Linked DNA regions of Mus musculus: region 1 is linked to region 2. The links are chromatin contacts, called in public HiChIP or PLAC-seq maps. All regions are on one chromosome and are shown on one strand. The core of a region is the stretch at or near the end of the contact, and the rest is flanking DNA. Distances in the headings are between cores, read along the strand shown. Region 1 holds the start of Dst (dystonin). Region 2 overlaps Zfp451 (zinc finger protein 451).

Region 1 (4,922 bases), core at 180-2,679, 120 kb after region 2:
GACTTTTGGAATTTTACGAATTATTTAGTTTCAAGCCAGTTACTAGAAATTGCACAAATGTAATATTTCATTTGTCATATGTCATATAGTTAATTTAAAAAATACAAGTCAATGAAAGAAAACAAATCATCCAACTCCCACAGGGAAAGCCAGTTTGCCTTAGGGGCAAGCAGGGCAGAGCACTGCACTGGCCCGCTAAGGCCGCAACACGCTGCAGGCGGCCACTGCAGCTTTGGCTTTCTCGCCAGGTGGCAGAGGCCCTCCGCAAAAGAGCACACCGCAGCGCTCACGCCTTGCCTTCTTCGTTGGCACCGAATCAGCGATCACTGTCAAGTGTCCAGCCCACAACTGCGATACAGTTTTTGCGGATTGTAACGGAATGTAAGGGAAGCTGGAAAAAAACGGCAAAGGGGAGAAGGGTGTGTACCCGAGTGTGACCGATCGCCGTTGTCTGACAGTGCCTAAAAATTTCTCCTGCAGTATCTACAGGCCAATCAATCACCAACTTCCTTCATCCTTCATCATGTCAGATCCTTACATCTAAAATCACCTCTCCCTACAAAGCCAATAAATGAATCAGGGTTCTTTGACCGTGGCAGAGCTCACGTCTGGGCTGAGAATCAGCACCAAGTTTGGGGGTGGTAGGGTGCAAGCCTGCAGACCGCGGCGTGCCGCCTTTCCTAAGATTGGACCAGCTTGGAGATGGCCCTTCCAGGTGCTCGCGCCTCCATGCGCAGGGACTACCCCCGCCCCCAAACCAAATAGCTCACCCTGCTGCATCCTCCGAGCCCCAGCCTCCGGGCGGGCTCAGGGAGGCGGGAGCCCGGGTTCCCCCCGGCTCCTTGGCGCCCCCTGACGTCGGCCTCCAGCAGAAGGTCCGCGGAGGCTTACACAGGCGAAACCCGGGGGTCCCCGCGCACCGCCGCCCGGCGCGTGGCCTGGCGGGCCGCGCGCGCACCGAACCGACCTGCTGGAGGGCGCGCGCCGCTCGGTCCCGGCCCCAGCCATGCGCGCGCGCCCGCACCCGCGCCGCCGCTGCCGCCGCAGCCCGTGACGTCACCCACCGAGCCCCCCGCCGGCTCGCCGCGCCCCGTCCCGCCCCACGTGCGCCGGCTTCAGGACGCCGAGGCCCCGGGCGGCCACCCGATGATGCTCCCAGCCGGCTGCGTCCCGGGCGGGGCTGAGCCCGAGAGCTGCGCGCGGGCTGGGGCGCCTGCGGAGGGAGGGGCGCGGCTCTCGCCGCTGCGCCGCGTGCTGAGTCATGGCGAGAGCTGCCCGCTGCTCTCCATCAGTCGTTCCGGGGCCGGCGCGGGGTGTGCAGCCATTGGGCCGCGCGCGGGGCCGCGAGCGCCGGGCTTGACGCGCTGAGCCGCGCTCGCCCCTGTCCGCCGCGCCCGCCCCGCGTCCCGCGCCCCGCGCCCCGCGCGCTCTGCAGCCTTAGCCCCGCGCCGCACGGCCCCCCGCCTCGCCCGCACCATGATCGCCGCCGCTTTCCTCGTTTTGCTGAGACCCTACAGCATCCAATGTGCTCTCTTCCTCTTGTTGCTCCTGCTGGGCACCGTCGCCACCATCGTCTTCTTCTGCTGCTGGCACCGCAAGCTCCAGAAAGGGAGACATCCGATGAAATCGGTCTTTTCGGGTCGTTCCAGAAGCAGAGGTAAGACACGCCGCCGCTGGGTTCTTCTGGGCAGAAGCGAGGTTCAAGCCTTCTCTGCCTCTTCTGCCCACTCAGTGCCCACTCCTCAAGCTAAGTGCATTTATTTATTTAACGCGCCCTGGCCCTTTGGCCTCACCTCCATCCTCTGAGTCACCAGGTTTGGATAACCACGGAGATTCGGAGGTCCTGGAAGGAAGGATCAGGCTCCGATTCTTAGGGTCAGTTTGCTAGAGCCCAGAAGGTAATTGTAGGGGAGTCCTGGGCTGAGGTACTCGTATCTTTGCCAAGCCTTTGCTGGAGCTTAGGAATAAAAAAGTAAGGCGTGATGATATGGGCTCCCCTCTCCCAACTTTGCTGGAACTTCTTGCAGAGAAATCACCTTAGAGACAGATGGTCCAATACTCTCTCCGCCCCGCCCCAATATGCCCACGGAATTGGAGAGAGACACCTAGAATGTGCTTTCCCGAATCCAGGTAAGTGATCAGTAACTCTTTAGGCTGAGAACAAGGAGTTAACGGAGTCTCGTTTTCCCTCTTTTCTCCCCAGATGCTGCTCTGAGATCTCATCACTTTCGCTCTGAGGTAATTTATTTAGCGCACACTCTCAAGGTCAGAGTAGCTTTCTTTCCTGAGTACCAGCATTAATCATATACGTGTTTAAAAAGCCAGTAGGGCACCGAATGGGAAGCCTGCAGTCCCTAAGCCCAAAGTGACATGCTTCTTAAGCAATTCCATAGTCACGCCTGGGGCGCATTGTGTGTGTTTGTGTGTGTCTAGTGTAGTGGAGTTTGCGTTACAAGAGGTGGGAGGGGCAGCCCCTAAAAGAGAGAATTTAGTCTGGGAATGGATATCAGTTTAGCTTACAATCTGCACTTGTGGTGGAAGCACTTCCTGGTTGCTTCCGGAGGTCGGTAGCTAAACCACAGTGTAAACCACTTAGGTCGTTATTGCCGAAGAGTTTGAAGCAAACTCCAGTTGAGACTCCAGGTGACATCCCTACGGGCTTAGTTTGCTGCCCAGGATGGTTTTTACATGATAGTAATGTTGATGAAGAAGATACGCCAGAGTGTGTACTTAGTGTCTGTTCTAGACTATCCATCTAGAGTAGGTGACTGGACGCTGCCAGTGCAGGAAACTGCAGGAGAACCACCTCCAGTTAGAACAAGACACAGCTCTGCCTGACCCACTGGCTTTCCAGTTGCCCACTTCAAGTTTTTTCTCTTTGGGCGAAATCTGCCTATATCAGGCCATGGAGGTTACTTTATGATGCAGGGTCTTCATCTTAGCAAAGTACTGTGGTGTCTAGCCCCCTACTACAGTTTTGTTAGTTACCTGAAGTTACTTCACATCTTGTTTGACTTGTTCATCAGAGGTTTTATTGCACCCCGGATTCCTTGCTAGACTGTGATTATTTAAGCTTAGCTGCATTAGCATAATGTTACTATGTTGCATGCTGAGTAACTCTATTGCATGTACACTGGAAGTGAGAGTTCTGTGTTAGTTAAGATTTGTGGAAGAAGAGCTTGCCAACTGTCAGCAGGCCTGGATCTAGCTTTATACTAACTAGTGGGGGTGGGGGTATGGGTGTGGTTATGGGGTCGGGCTGTATGTGGAAAAACAGTGTGCCAAAACAGGGCCAACAGTACCCTGTAGGGGTGTATGTGGAAATCATTTTTAAAAATTATGTAAAAAAATAATTAGTTCATAGGAGGTATTTAGTTTTGGGTAGCCATCGTACATTTTGTAAAATTCAACTGAAAATTGCCAGGTGTGGTGGCTGGCGCACACATTTGATCCACACACTTGGAGGCAGAGGCAGGGGATGTCTGTGAGTTTTGAGGCCAGCCTGGTCTATATAGTGAGTTCCAGGATAGCCAGAACTACATTGTGAGATCCTGTCTCAAAAAAGAAAGAAAGAAAGAAGGAAAGAAGAGGAAAAAGGAAGATGAGAAGAGAGAGAAAAATTTGTAAAAATCGAGATAATATTTGAAATGAAGTCTTTAGAAAATTAGGTCAGGTTCATGGACTACACATGAACTAGATCTGGTGGAATAGTGTTTGAAGAGCAGAGTAAGTAAAATTTAAATGCAACAAAGTAAATAGTGGGCAGGGCACAAGTTTTAGGATATAGGGGATTGTCTGGAAAAAGATTCACCAACTCTATGCAGATAAATGAGAGAAGAATGACTGTGCTGTGAGCTTGCCCTGGACATTTTGGCATAAGCATGTTTTATCTTGAGCTGATTGATTCAGAAGTCTGGGAGCAGCCGTTCAGTGCCTTATCTTGTTCTGTAAGATTGCTAGCATAGTTTGAAATCCTTGTGTATACTTGTTGCTTGCTCTGTGTGTAAGCCCGTGAGCTCCTGGGGGCAGAGCCGAGGTCTCTTGCCACAACACTATCTGGCCTCATATGGGGTGGGTTCTTAATAAATATTTATGGGATGAATGAAAACGGTCTCTGGGTGGGCGGATAGCACTCAGAGTTGGACAGAAAGGGAAACTGCATATTCTTAGAACATGGCTTACAATTTAGGAGTGCTCATTTACCGTTCCCAGAATTCTAAATGAGAGCATTTGTTTTTGTTTCTGTTTTTGCTTTTTAAATAGGGTCTCACTATGTAGCCCCAGCTGTCCTGGAACTTACTAGGTGGATCAGGCAGGCCTCAATCTCACAGAGCACCTATCCCAGTCTCTTGATTACCTGGCTTTTCCCAAAGCTTTAAAAAAATGACCTTAGTGCTTGTAGTAAGGCACTCGTTGTAACAAAAGAATTCTGCTAGAATTTCTTTTTTTTTTCCCTCAATAAATTAAAATGTATTCAGCTTAATCAGTTGGTGGGATAATAAGCAAGGTATGATATTTTATATGTGGAAATTCATAAACTGGGCTGCACAAGAATGTTTTATTTTGTCACTACTTTATATTTCCCACAATCAGAGCATCCCCCTTTTGCAAAACGTAGATGTATTTTCTCTTCCTTCTTAGAACATCATTTCTGCCAGCCTTTTTCTCCTTAAGGAAGACCTCCGAGTTTACTTGGATTGAAGCATATCTAGTAAGTTAGAGTGGACACAATGAATATTATTTATTCCTGCTGTGGGTGTTTTTTTTTTTTTTTTTTTTTTTTTAAAGCAGCTGCTGCAGAATAATATTATCAAAGCAAATGCATTGATTTTTCTGGCAAGTCCTAATCACCCCGGGCTTAGTTCTTAGTGTTTTCTGTTCTCTGTGCCAATCTTAGTAAGCGGATAATTCGCTTTCAGCGT
Region 2 (4,241 bases), core at 1,551-4,050:
ATCCTAGTACTTCAGAGAAAAAGGCAGGAAGACCTAGAATCCAAGACCAGTTTTGCCTACACAGTGAGTCTGAGACCAGCACAGGCTACATTAAGAGCCATGGCAGAGCAAGGCGGTAGTGGTGTGTGCCCAGGACTCAGGCGGGCGGGTCTCTGGGTTTGAGGGAAGTCTGGTCTACAGAGCAAGGTTCAGGACACTCAGGGCCACACAGGGAAACCCTGTCTTGAAAAAAAAACAAAAACTAAAGAGTAGAGTGTGATCAATTAGCAAGCATACATCTCCGAGTTCACTCAATATCACCAAAACAACAAAAAGTTTATCCTTAGATGTAGCTCTGCAAATCTACAAATGGGGTATAACTTGGGGAGCAAAGAAAGAGGACTCTATTATGACATCTATATTAAAATTTTAAGCTTTGCAACAAACTACCCACACTCCTTTTCTTTTTGTTGCAGATCAATAACCTTTCCACCAGAAACCAGTTCAGACTATAAACTTAAATTTTGAATTCTGATGGCAAGAGACTCATTGATAATTACCTCCAATGAAAATTCTACCACTCTGACAAAAATTTCACCAAAAGGTTTATCCAATATAAAGCAATAAGGATTCCCTGGAAAGTATCAGAACCTGCAACACTGCTAGAAATTGTGACCTGCTATGTATGTAAACTGTGCAATAAAGTACAAGCATTAAATAGACTAGCCAATGAACTGACACAAACCCTACAGATCACGAGTCATGCTACATCACATTTTAATCTTTGCTATCACATACATTTATGTGAAAATAATCACAAAGGGTAAAATCTAGGAAGGTAGTGGTTCTGTTTGGTGAGTCTCTTCCTTCCCTACTTCCTTATTTTTCTACAAGCAGTACAAGCATTAGAATTGGTACCAAACCTACTAATGATCAAGAGTAGATAAAGGCAGAATGTGTTAAAGCTCTCAATCTTTTGTTGTTTGGAAATATCCTTGAGGTAAATGGTTGGCTACAACTTCCACGTTCAACAGAAGTGTATAGGGTCTAGGTGTAGGTGCACATGCCTATAGTCCCAGCTACCTGAGAAGTGGTGAGAAGCTTATCCAAGATCATGCTTTAGATACATACCAACCTGGGCGATACAGGAGGTATATGAAAAAACTAAGAATTAAGATAAGCGACTTACAGATAGAAGGCTGGCTTACTGGCTCATCTTGAGAAAATATTTTCAGTTTTGAGACCAAGTACCATTGTCATTTTAAAGCAAAACCTATTTGGCCAACACCAATTAGTATTATTTTTGTTTACTTAAATGTGTCTTTCTAGTATATGTTTTGTTTTAAAAGAGACTAGTTCCTATTATGATCTTCTTGTTAAAGTCTCCAACTCCTAGCTCCAGTGTAAAAGCATTTTATTCACGTGGACTAACTGTTGTCTCTGAGGCTTACTGCATGTCTGCTAACCCAGACCTAGTCCTAGAAGCTTCTATCCTCCATATAATCTTAGCTAGGCCTAGAATGTTTTTAGCCTTGACACTTACTCCTGAATAAGCTCATCCTTTCTTGTTCTTTCTGAACTCTGGCTGATTCAACTCAGCTATTCTGGCTCAAAATGCCTCTTCCATGCTGATTCAATCTGACTTCTCTCAGCCTCTCTTGAATTGTTCTGCTTTGCCACAGACTAACCCTGACACTATGTTCTAAATCTTCTGGGTCATTCTCCTTCTCCAGCTCCTTCTCCCGTCACCTGTGTCTAGGCTTGTTCTCTCTTCTCTGCCACCTGTCTCTGTACCACTGTCCCAGTAAAACTGCCTCTTTCCCTCCTGTTCTCCTAAGTAGCCTTCCCTTCCTCCCTCTTCTCGTGAGAGCTGGGTATGGCCTGTTCTGGTGCACCCCTCTGATTTGTCACTTTGTCTGTAGTGACACCTGACACACAGGAGATTGGGAAGATTCCCTGAAGCAAAAGCATCACCAATCAAAGCCTTCATCACTACCATTCTAAAGCTCCAAGGTCTGTTTGCAACCCCAAAGTTCTGGGGACAAGAAGCCCCTTTTTGCCCAATTTGTGATTTAAGCCTCATCCCAAAGAAACAGTTTGAAAGGCAGCAAGTTAGCCGGGCGTGGTGGCGCACGCCTTTAATCCCAGCACTCGGGAGGCAGAGGCAGTCGGATTTCTGAGTTCGAGGCCAGCCTGGTCTACAGAACGAGTGCCAGGACAGCCAGGGCTACACAGAGAAACCCTGTCTCAAAAAACCAAAAAAAAAAAGAAAGGCAGCAAGTTTTCTCAAGAATTTTATATCAAATACAGATAAAGCAGGAGATAAACACAATGCAGTACAATATAGAGTCACGATCCCCAGCAATAATTCTGAAACCAAGAAACCCTCTTTTTACAAAGCCATCTCCCTCACACTCGAGTTGTTCACAAATACAAAGTACACAGATTATCTGCTTTATATAAACAACATCAAAAACAAACATGCAGATATACCTCATTCTGTTCTGCATACCACTAAGGAAGCCGGTACCACCAAACCTGTTAAATAAGATCCTATCTGTGGCGTCTTTTGAGCAAAACTGTTAGTATCTATAATTTTTCTAATGACAGACCCTCTTAGCACAGGAAACACGTATGTATGTTCAGTTTATACAACTTTGGGATTTAAGAAGGAATTTCTAACTATCTTTGAATACGTAAAACTGATAAAGGAGAGTTACTTCTCAACCCTGAGTGCCACTGAGATGACTCTAACAGAGACAAGGAGGGGTGGGGAGAAAGCAAGCCAGGAAGAAAAGACAGGGAAAAGAGTATGCAGGACTAGGCACAGTGACTCATGCCAGTGACTCCCACACTCAGGAGGCTGAAGCAGAAGGACCACTGCCTGGGCTATAGAGTGGACCCTGTCTCAAAAAGGTAAAGGCTTGGAATGTATGAACTGGTAAGCTGCTTACCTGCTTATCTGCTTATCTACCATGAACAAAGCCCAGGTTTGAGCCCCAGCACAGCATAAACCAAGCATGATGGCTCATTCTGTTACCCTAGCACTCAAGTGGAAGTAGGAGAATTAAAAAAAAAAAATCTAGATCCTCAGCTATACAGTGTGTTCAAAGCCAGCATGGGCTACACGAGATCCTATATCAGGGAAAAGTAGTAATAAAAAGAAAAAAAGTGGTTGGGGTTACCAAAATTACCACGAGCACCAGGTTTACAGTTCCTATACACACACATGTCAATTACAACAGTCTTACAAATGTTCATTTTCTCCAAGTCTACCTGGAAACTTCCTAAGTCAACACTAAGAGATATCAGCCACATGTAGCTGCTCTGAGGAAGGGACCCTGTGCAGCAGTAGCCACAATGGACAACCATATTGTTTGTCTCCAGTGCTTTCGCTCCAATAGTCCTAAATTCTCTCTCACGATTTATGCTGCCCTAGACCGGAAAGGCAATGCCAAGATATTTCTTTGAGCTTAAAATATTTTAGATATCTGCCGCAGACAGAGTATAAAACAATTTCTGGATTACTTCCAAAACCTCCATTGAAACACTACTTTGAGTCATAAGAACCAAAACATTTTCATGTATAACTTACCATTTCTGCAGTTTAACTTTCTCCATTTCTGTCCCCTAACAGCTGTTCTTAACCATTCTGAAGCCAGGCACATTCAAGGCCATCTCACCCATGCAGGAGTCAGCTCTTCCCCCTAAAGGAATGGCTGTTTCTCCAGCAGACCAACTACACTGACATCCGGAAAGCTCAGGTGAGATGGTTGGTAGAAAAGCTGACTCTCCAGCTGGCCTTCTCATCCAACATCACCACAAGTTTTCCTCCGAATTTAGTAGTTTCTACAGTGTACTGGCATTTGCCTCGATCAAGAGAATACCTGGTTCTCTCCTGGTTTTAGTTCTGAGACAGGGTCCCAGGGGAGATCATAACCAGCCCTCAGTAAACCCATACCTTTCTTGGCCCTTGCCTGCACACAGTGGGTACTGAAGGCTGAGTACCGGTGGGCTGCCCATTCCCAATGGACGACTTCATACAATGGGAAATGTTTGTAAAGAGCCATTAAGTTGGCCCGGGTGGGGTGGGGTGGGGGTAGGCTCAGAATAGCAGGAGGGTGAATAGGATCAAGATGCATGGCATGCATGTAACACATCTTTAAAGAAAAGTATGCATCTGTTTATATCCAATATCATCCTATTCATAGAAAATCTCAGAATGCGGAACGTCAAAATTAGTTATAAAATTAAATCTGCAG

The links. HiChIP or PLAC-seq counts read pairs in DNA pulled down with a chosen protein or histone mark.
Region 1: a CTCF HiChIP or PLAC-seq map of the NIH/3T3 cell line shows a contact between it and region 2, with 8 read pairs. The contact joins the promoter of Dst here to the enhancer-like site in region 2. A contact is called at or near these places in 2 of 39 promoter capture datasets (3T3-L1-derived adipocytes and frontonasal cranial neural crest), 1 of 15 datasets of contacts at CTCF or cohesin (the NIH/3T3 cell line), 2 of 115 datasets of contacts at active chromatin or transcription factors (embryonic stem cells and neural progenitor cells) and 2 of 9 other capture datasets (adipose tissue and pancreatic islet).

What each region holds. Positions count from the first base shown.
Region 1 is chr1:33,906,796-33,911,717 of GRCm38.p6, forward strand. Dst (dystonin) reads left to right here and starts at 1,430. Exons shown (of 103, transcript NM_001276764.1): 1 at 1,430-1,657; 2 at 2,204-2,238. The coding sequence starts at 1,477. It overlaps Bend6 (BEN domain containing 6), which reads right to left and starts at 826. Exons shown (of 7, transcript NM_177235.3): 1 at 771-826.
Region 2 is chr1:33,789,876-33,794,116 of GRCm38.p6, forward strand. All of the region lies in intron 3 of Zfp451 (zinc finger protein 451), which reads right to left. Among named protein-coding and RNA genes, the nearest start is that of Zfp451, 23 kb to the right of the region's middle. Within about 2 kb of position 2,801, at least 18 of the 459 cell types and tissues checked have an H3K27ac peak or open chromatin away from gene starts, as enhancers often do. A contact at or near this core is called in the NIH/3T3 cell line, where this site is marked.